Regions from separate parts of the Sus scrofa genome. Here regions 1 and 3 are each linked to region 2. Evidence: chromatin contacts called from public Hi-C and HiChIP or PLAC-seq data. All regions are on one chromosome and are shown on one strand. The core of a region is the stretch at or near the end of the contact, and the rest is flanking DNA. Distances in the headings are between cores, read along the strand shown. Region 1 overlaps LOC110262067 (a long non-coding RNA gene). Region 2 has its middle 440 kb from the start of PPARGC1A. Region 3 has its middle 310 kb from the start of PPARGC1A.

What was found. Hi-C and Micro-C count contacts between places; a contact is called where the count stands out from the background. HiChIP or PLAC-seq counts read pairs in DNA pulled down with a chosen protein or histone mark.
Region 1: a Hi-C map of skeletal muscle shows a contact between it and region 2, with 3 times the contacts expected there. The contact joins two enhancer-like sites. A contact is called at or near these places in 4 of 47 Hi-C or Micro-C datasets (embryonic fibroblasts, psoas muscle and skeletal muscle) and 1 of 2 datasets of contacts at active chromatin or transcription factors (skeletal muscle).
Region 3: a contact with region 2 is called in an H3K27ac HiChIP or PLAC-seq map of skeletal muscle. The contact joins two enhancer-like sites. A contact is called at or near these places in 1 of 47 Hi-C or Micro-C datasets (skeletal muscle) and 1 of 2 datasets of contacts at active chromatin or transcription factors (skeletal muscle).

What each region holds. Positions count from the first base shown.
Region 1 is chr8:17,753,654-17,756,657 of Sscrofa11.1, reverse strand. LOC110262067 (a long non-coding RNA gene) reads left to right here. Exons shown (of 3, transcript XR_002346588.1): 2 at 285-1,540. Among named protein-coding and RNA genes, the nearest start is that of PPARGC1A, 190 kb to the left of the region's middle. Within about 2 kb of position 1,662, at least 1 of the 83 cell types and tissues checked has an H3K27ac peak or open chromatin away from gene starts, as enhancers often do. A contact at or near this core is called in skeletal muscle, where this site is marked.
Region 2 is chr8:17,503,919-17,506,954 of Sscrofa11.1, reverse strand. No RefSeq gene overlaps it. Among named protein-coding and RNA genes, the nearest start is that of PPARGC1A, 440 kb to the left of the region's middle. Within about 2 kb of position 1,639, at least 3 of the 83 cell types and tissues checked have an H3K27ac peak or open chromatin away from gene starts, as enhancers often do. A contact at or near this core is called in skeletal muscle, where this site is marked.
Region 3 is chr8:17,635,727-17,638,805 of Sscrofa11.1, reverse strand. No RefSeq gene overlaps it. Among named protein-coding and RNA genes, the nearest start is that of PPARGC1A, 310 kb to the left of the region's middle. Within about 2 kb of position 1,420, at least 1 of the 83 cell types and tissues checked has an H3K27ac peak or open chromatin away from gene starts, as enhancers often do. A contact at or near this core is called in skeletal muscle, where this site is marked.

The sequences.
Region 1 (3,004 bases), core at 413-2,912, 250 kb before region 2:
ACTGATAATAGATATTTAGGTGGACTCTCCTGATTGACAGTGATGTTAATTATAAGAAACATTTGACCAAAAGGGAAAGAGGAGTTATATTGGAACTGAGGGGCTGCTAAATATGTCAGTTTTATGGCAGCTGAGGCATAGTTGATAATAGCTAATAATGGCTAATATTTACTTATTGGAAAAAAAACTATGTGCCAGTGGCATTGCAGGCCTTCCCATGTATTAATTTATTTATTTTGCCTAATGGCTTTAATGGTGAGTCCTGTTGTTTCCCCATTTTACAGATGAAGAAATTGAGTCAATAAAGAGGTTGAGTAACTTGCTTAAATCCTCATCGATGGTAAGTGAGATACACAGGGCTTGAGCCCTCCTATTCTTATTCCAGACTGTATCATTAACAATGCCACCAGGACCATCCTACCTCTGGACCACACGGTCTCTTCCAGGACCATCCTTCCTACCTCTGGACGATCTTCTGGAAGTCACCAGGGTCTCAGCGGACAGGGTCTCTGGCCTCCTACTTCTGCTTTGCCCTTCTTGCAACCTAGCTCCTCTTAATAGTTCTGATTCTCTCTAGGTCTGTCTGCTTCCCTCACCAAAAACTCATTGATCCTTCCATCCATGAATATTTCTGAACTATGCCCATTTGCTTACACTCTCCTTTCTCATAACCTCAGCACTTCTTCATGCCTTTGCTTAACATCATGGCTTCTCTCTGTAAATCCTGTCAGTTTCGATTCTTGCCACTAGCTCCCTGAATTTTTCAGGCTTCCAGCTAGAGTCTGTCAGACTCTTCGAAGTAGTTCAGATTTAGGCACCTGCCAGGTCATAATTCTTGGCTGCCTCATAGGTCACCTGTGTTGAGCCTGGTGACCAACGGCAGGATCCTCTGTGGCCAAGGTAGCCAAGCCTTATGGTGGAATCAGTGTTGCCTAAGGATTCTCGGCGTTAAATGCTGGATTATGGCTGTTTGCTTAGAAAAGGTTATGGACATGGCAGGAATCCCAATTAATAGCTACAGCATTATTGTCTACAGTGAGCTGGGCATCGCACAAGACACTTAGACACATTGGATAATGGGATTTTGATGCTTCGAGGTGGACATTATCACCGTTTCCATTCTATAGACAGATACTGAGTCTCTAAACTTGCCCAATGGTCCATGATTAGAAAATAGCAGAGCAACTATTCAGACTCCCTTGACATTTTTACTCCACTAAACCACAAGTTTCCTTTGCACATGTTTATTTTATTTAAAACCCTCTGCTCCCTTTCTACCTGAAATAAATAGAACACTTGAAAGTCACCACTACTGTCAATATTAGAGACATGTCAAATGCTGTCACTTAGTCAGGAAAGCTGCTTTGGAGTAACTGTGTAATATTATACAACATGACAAGTTCTCATCCACAGTGGCAACATTAAAGCCAGGAGCATGTGGCTCGTGCAAAACCCCAAAGCCATTAGCTGAAAGACTGAGGAATTCCCCACCCAACCCAATATGATCTCAGCCCTGGAAAGTAGAGGCCACTCGGAGCGGGTAGGTTATTTTCATTCATGGGAAAATGTGTGCCGACATTTGCTTTCTGTTCTGGAGCTTGCTGGGCATGTTAACTTCTCAGTGTGGATTGGATGAGGGAAGTGAGAAGCAAACAGCAAATTCTTGGCAGCCAGAGACAGGCAGGCAACAGAGAGGAAGGGAGAAAAGCTGTCAGGGGACTCTGGGGGAGTCACTTGACTCTTGTGCTGTTTTTGTCATTTTTATTCAGTCATCAGCATGCTGTTTGCAGGCTTGAGATTTTCTTAACAAACGAAGGGTGAGAGGGAATCCTAAAAATGAAAAGACTGGAAGGGTCATCTAATTTTCTACCTTTGTCCTGATGGTCACTGCCACGGACGACAGGCTTTTAGCAGTTAAGATACTTTTACGAACAAGAATGTCCCAGTTATAGAAAAACCCATTTAAGTGGCACAAAAGATTTTTTTTTAAAAAAATCAAAATTCTGCACGACTTATTGGCCCCAAGTTAGAGAAGATTTAAAATGGGGTTTAGTACATTTGCTTCTCCATGTTTGTTTTCTGTAGTGTTGGCTTAATCTAAAGGCTGATTTTTCCTTCCGTTCCCAATTTGGCAGCCAACAGTGTTGAGGCTGCATGTCTTGGTTCCGGAAGAGAGAGCACCACTGATCTTCTTTAACTTACCGTGAGACTAAGTCCTGATAACCCCATCATAATTTGAAAATATCATAAATTGAAAATACATTTAATACACCTAACTTACCAAACATGATAGTTTAGCTCCTTCTGCTTTAAACGTGGTCAGAACATGTAGATTAATCATCTAATATAAGCCTATTTTATAATAAAGTGTGGACTATCTCATGTGATTTGTTAAATATTGTACTGAAAGTGAAAACAGAGTGGGTGTCTGGGGACGCAATTGTTATAACTGGATCGGTTCTTTATTCTCAGGATCGCATGGTTGACTGGGAGCTGCCACTGCCCAGTGTCACCACAGAGGGCTGTACCACATAGTATTGGAAGGGGAAAAAAAATAAAATTCAAAATTCAAAGTTTCCTAGTTTTCTATTGCATGTGGATCACTTCCACATTCTCATAAAAGTAAAAAAATTAAGTCAAACCATCATAAGTCAGAACAATTTGTATTCCCAGTAGTTCTCCTAAAGGAGCAAAGAAGATGCGCTTCCCGAAGCCCAGCCCAGAAGTTTTCTGGCCACATTTGCTCCACTTGAGTCCTCTCTTTATTTTTTTTTTTAAATTTTGTCATTAATTTTTGCATGTTTTTTTATTTTATAAAGTTTTATTGAAGTATAGTTGATTCACAAGGTTGTGATAATTTCTGCTGTACAACAAAGTGATTCAGTTATACATGTACACACATCCATTCTTTTTCAGACGCTTTTCTCACATAGATGATTGCAGGACATCAGGCAGAGTTCTCTGTGCTCTACAGCAGGTCCCCACTGGACAATCATTCCATATA
Region 2 (3,036 bases), core at 390-2,889:
ATGAGTGTGAGTGCCTGGTGCAGTGCACACACATGATGACTCATAGTATAATTACTTTCTTTGGCCTTATGTCATCTCTAAAGTCACCAAGAGGTATACTTTCCAAGGTGGGGGCAGTGGGTGACCTGGACATATCATGCTGGAGTTCACTGCTCTCTTCAGGACACGTGTACCCTGCCTACCACACCAGGACCCCCCTTCCTTTCTTTGGGCTGTTTTCCTTCCCCAGAGCCACTATGTTTGGCCAATGGTTCAGGTCCGTGGACTTGCTTTATAGACTGGACATAGCTGCTCCTCATAATACTCAGAACCTGATTCAACTAAGGAACTATCTCCCTCTTCATTCTGTAATATCTTCCTTCTTTTTTTAGAAATTTGTATTATCATCTTATTTCCAGAGGTCAAGACTCCCCTTTCCTTTGGTGCTCTATTCTTGGCTTTAAACAATGACTTCTTTATTTTTGGAAACCCGTGGAAGCTTTGTAAGCACTCATCTGCCTTTTCCATGCCTAGCGCAATCGTCATCCCTCATTTCAACCATGTGCTGGGCTCCTGTGCTGTGCAGAATGGGCAGTGGACTAGGTGTCAGGAGACTAAAGTTCTAATCTTAACTTAGCTCCCTTCTTCATATCTGACCTTGTATCACACCCTTCCTTACCTTTTTGTATTCTAGAAATAACAGAATCACTGTGCATTACTTTAGGAGGAAATTTTAAGCAGTGGCTTCCATGTGGTTGGGCTGCATTAGAAAAATATGATATAATTTTTTAAAAAATGCAAATACCCAAGCTTAGTCTCAGACATTGTGAATCATGGGAAGGGATAGTCACTATGATGCTTCCCAAGGCATCACCAACAGCCAAAAAACCAGATGGCAGCTCCAAAAAGCCACAGTTAATTCAAGAAATAAGGGATGATTTTATTGCTTCCCTCTCATACAGAAGGGATAGCATGATATCAACACAAACTCTTTTCATCTAAGTCTAAGATGATTATCCAGAAGAATTTGAATTTTGATCTGTTGGCCAGGCACAGCTCTTACAGGCAACTTTGGACTCTACTTAGCTGAACACCTCAAGGAGCTGCCTCCTTGCTGAGCTTCCACTGGTGTTGGCAGCAAAGTTTCTGGGAACAGCAAGCCTCCCCAGTGGCAGGGCCAGTCTCTGAAATGCCGTGGGAGGTTTCCTTGTGCACTTTGGGCACAAGAGAGGCCAGGATCTGTGTGGCGCCTACTCTGAAATGCCACTGCTGATTCTGTGAAAGATCCAAGAGTGGATCAGATTCCCAAGGCCCCAGCTGGCGGGTCTGTAGGAAAATCAGATTCCTCTGAGTCCTTAGAGGTCACAAGAGGGTGTATGATTGCTCCTGGTCAGAGGCAGGGTGGCTCAGGACAGAGATAGGAAGGGTGTGGAGAGGGGAAAAAAGAGAATGGAAGGTCACTGGAAGAAGCTGACTCCAGTTAAAATATTTTCCCCAGTCTGGCAATTCTAGAGGTATGCATGTCTTCAGTACTACGCAGAGAGGTGGTCTTTCATGTCAGCAACCACATTCATACATCAAGGGAAAACACACATGTGCACACACTCACACACACACACACACCCCTTGTGTATATGTCTCAGTTCTGAGTTCATGAATCTCACCAAAAGTAGCAACACAACTGAAAACTGTGTGGAGGCATAGACCACACACACTCATATACTCACAACATAATTCACACATCCCTTGGCAGAACCTCAAATTCTAACCCTTTATTAGGCTCGTAGCCTGCAAGGCCAAGAGCTCATTCCTGTTTCTATTTCCCCAATGGCAGACCTGGCAACCTGTAGCAAGTGTTTATAGGATAAATTAATAGAGGTAAGAGAAACTATTTGGGTATATTCTCTTTTAATATTGAAATGTTGCTGTGATAAAACCTCTAAAATCATATACATGATGAATTGTAGCAAGATAAAGATGTTCATTGTATTTTTAAGTGGAGAACACCAGGTATCCGTGAGACTTGAAAGCTCTTAGTGAAGGCAAGTGAACTTAATAAAACCCATAAAATGATGAATTCCAAGACACACACATATAAGATAAAAAAAAAATTGTGAATCCATCTGGGTTAAATAGCATAATAGTGATCACACTGTGTTATTTTTAGTTGCATAAAACTCTAAACAGGGAGCTACTTGAAGGTAGCAGATTTGCATCACTTTCACCTGTAGCTCTGGTGCCTAGAAGTGTGTGTCAGATGCTCGGTAGAGGATTGTCATGTCATGATTAAAGTGCAAGGAAATGTTGACAAAAATCTATTTGAAGTGCATGTTTATTACAACGTCACATACGTACCTCTTTCAATTGACCTTGGAAAGAAAATGCTTTGCAGTTGAAAGGGAATAGAATGTGTACGGAGGTTTTCCAGTGTTTATTTTTACATTGAACATCAACCAGACCCCAAGGCTAATGCTATTGACCCGTAACACGCATAGAGATATGGCAAAGCAACTGGTCACTTGGTGAGTGAGCTGAAAGGCCATAAGGATTCTGTCCTCAATGGGACACTGCCATCTGGTGTATGCCCCAGGTTAGACAGCCAGGGAAGGGATGTGCCCCAGGGTCAGGAAAGAGAGGGGGGCAGAGCTAGCCCTTGAGGTCACACATTGCAAAGATGCTTTGTAGACAGGAATGATCACCTATTGGCCTGGACTCTTAGAGATGAAAGATTAAATTATCCAGAGATGGGATGGAGGGGATGCTAAATAGTAAGGAAAAAAATTCCTCAGTGTTGGCAAAGGGTGGAGCATTTCCCACTTGATTATTTCATTTAATCCTCAGAGTCAAGAGCAAGGAAAATATTTAAATGCTCATACTCCAAAAGTGAGGAAACAGAGGATCATAAAATTTAAGTAACTTGTCTGATCATGCAGGTAGAACTAATAATCAAACCACTGCTCCTCTCCCTGTACTTTGCTCCCCCTATGACTTTTCCATTTCAGTAAATAGCCTGTTAAGAAGAGGGATGTTCTTTTCTTCTTCTGGCCTTTTTTTTTT
Region 3 (3,079 bases), core at 171-2,670, 130 kb before region 2:
TGGCCTTGCTCAGTGGGTTAAGGATCCGGCATTGCCATAGGCTGCGGTGTAGGTGCAGATATGGTTCAGATCCTGAGTTGCTGTGGCTGTGGCTTAGGCTGACAGCTATAGCTCCAATTTGACCCCTCACCTGGAAACTTCCATATGCTGCAGGTGTGGCTCTAAAAAAGAAAGAAAAAAAGAAAAGAAATTGTAGATTCCACATAATGGCAATATTCATTCCCATTTTCCATCAGCTCTCTATCTTAAAGAGCTTATCTAGAGATTTAAGGGTATCCAAGAGGACACTGAATGGTATGAATGGCCAATGAGAAACCAATAATGGGGAGGTGAGAAGACTGGGCTAGTCCAAAAGCCCATCATTTCTGTCACAGACAAGTCACCAGACCACTGTAATTCAAAATCATTAGTCTGTCTTCTTAAAGCATAGCGGCAAAGCAGCAGAAAAGCAGCAGGCACTGGTGTGTTTTAGGATAGAATCTTTCCACACGCTGGTCATATTCTGTTGACATTACAGGTTTTTTGTTTGTTTTTTAATGACACATGCCAGCAATACCATGCTAGATTCATGCCAACCTATTTTAAGTATGCAGCAAAGCTAAAATTTTTGCTGATTCAGGATTCTCTAGTAGGAAAAGGAATTCTGATAATCCTGTTTGAGAATACCATTCAAAAGATTACCAAGAAAGACAGCATTTGTTACTCTTTTGTAGGCAAGATGGGAAGACTCCTAAAGAAAAATTTTCTAAATCTTGAAGAGATAAAAATATAATATGCCAAAATATCCAACTGAAGCCAAACCGAATTTGTTAAATAAACAGGTTTTGCAAATGCAAACCATTGCCTGTTATGCCACCTTACATGAATTGCCTGCAAACAGCTTTTAAAATGTGCAGAGCATTTAACAGATCACTGAAAGCCTAAATACCAAAGAGTACACTGAGGTGAGATCAATTTAGCTATCCATGGTGTCTATGCCTGCATTCACAGTTGTTGCCTGCTGCTATGCCAAGGACTTTTAATGCAGCATTTTCAGAAATGCTCCTTTTGCAAGTAAAAGCAAAACCAAATCACCCCCCCCACACACAAATCTTGATATAAATCTACATTGGAGGAGGCAAACCTTTTTCCTAAAAATATGCATTTACGCCTGGGGGTTAACCTTAGACTCTTTCAAAAATACATCTGAAATAAGGAAGATGTAGTTTATAGGACTAGAGGAATTTGGAATAGCGCCTTGTGAAAAATTCTCACTCCTCCCCAACCCGGTCAAATTATTATTTTTATTTAAAATGCACAACTCCTATTAAAAAAACTTATTCCACAGATGGACCTCTTTTAAGAACGAGAGTAAACATGTGTCTAAGTAAGACAGCAGAAACAACGTCCCAGAAGGGTGACCTTGGAACATTTCAGAAACATGATAGTTCTTACATTGGTTCTGGTTCAGATGTCATTGAGAAACAGAAGGAGGGGGAAGGTCTTTGGCAAGATCTCACCTATTTTGCTATCAAATATCTCTGTTCCTTCCAACTAGATGTAGTTTCACCACATCAGTCATATTTCAATGTTGGGTAGACAGATGAACTTATCCCATTCAATCACTAATATTGATTCCCACTAGCAGAAATGAAACTTTGAGTTCCTTGGCACCCAGTGTGCTATCCATATGCAAAATTAAGGACAGAATTAACAGGTGCTCTAAGAAACGCTTTTAGAGTGAATTCAATAATGGACCATGTTCCATTATGTTTCTGCTCTAAATGCTATGGAATAACCTCTATTCTTTCCAAGTTAATGGCTAACAATCACAGTAGTTGAAACAGAGATATCACCTATATATTAGGTGATTATATTTCTACTACGTTAAGTCAAAACTTGTGCTGATCCGAAGGATGCCAATTTTTTTTTTTTAAAGAACTCTTTTTCTAAATGGCCTATGAATGTAATATTGAATAGATAAGGGTTATCTGACATACGTAGTCATCTCTCTGGTTAAAACTCATTGAGAACTGCATCTAACACAGAATAAGGTGTTTTAGATTTGCATATTAATTTGGACAATTAGGATCAAAATATGTAAAGATGTATATCTTTAATATGTACACATTTAGAATGCAAGATGCTTTTGAAAAATATTTGGAAAAACAGGTGGTTTTATATCGAGCTATTTTAATATGTGCTTTTATATCAGAAAAGTATCCAGTGGCTGCTAATGTTCTCTGAGCACCTTGGACTACATAGGAATGATCCTTGTCTTAGCGAAAGTGGTAAAATTATCCTTGAAACAGAAAGAATAAGAGGAGGGTCGTGGGAGGCAGGCTTGTTGACCTCTGAGATATTTCCACTGTTGCATGATGAGGTTTACTATAGAAAAAGCTATGGCAGTTTCTCAATAATCAAAAATATCTCCTCCCATTATGGTCTGGCCCGTGTGCATTGGTATCATGCACATGATCTTAAACCAATTTATACACGTTAACATTCAGATACTTATTGGTAGAAAACCAGACAACCAAGAAGTTCGAAGAGGGTCAGGTCTGTCTAATCCTCCACGAGCAGGCTACCTGCTGAAGATACTTCACATTAGTATCTTTCATCTAACTATTGAGTTTTTTGTTTGTTTGTTTTAATCATTTATTTGGAAGCAAGCTTTGAAAATCCACACGATTCGTTCTATAAATCTGATAAGTCCTAGGCCGCTGTCCTGCTAGGTATTCTGACCATCACTTTGAATGAAACATTCACTCAAGGTAAATGTAACACCAGGTCAGAGGTAGGGACGGGTGGCCTTTGCGGTCTGTATCTGGAAACTAGAAATCTTCCGAACCAAGGGGTTGGCACAGGAACTTAAGAAATGATTTCTTAAAGTGCAGCCTAGACGTATTCACCCTGTCTAAGCAAGTATTAGACGTTCTCTAAAATGTTTTTGCCAATCTAAAATATTTTGAATATTTTACCAATGGGAACTCAAGTCTAATGTTAACCATGATATTTAATAGGATATTGATTTTGACAACATTTTTTTCTGACAATCATCTAGCTACTTAGTAAAACATTGTTATTGCGATTGGGATAA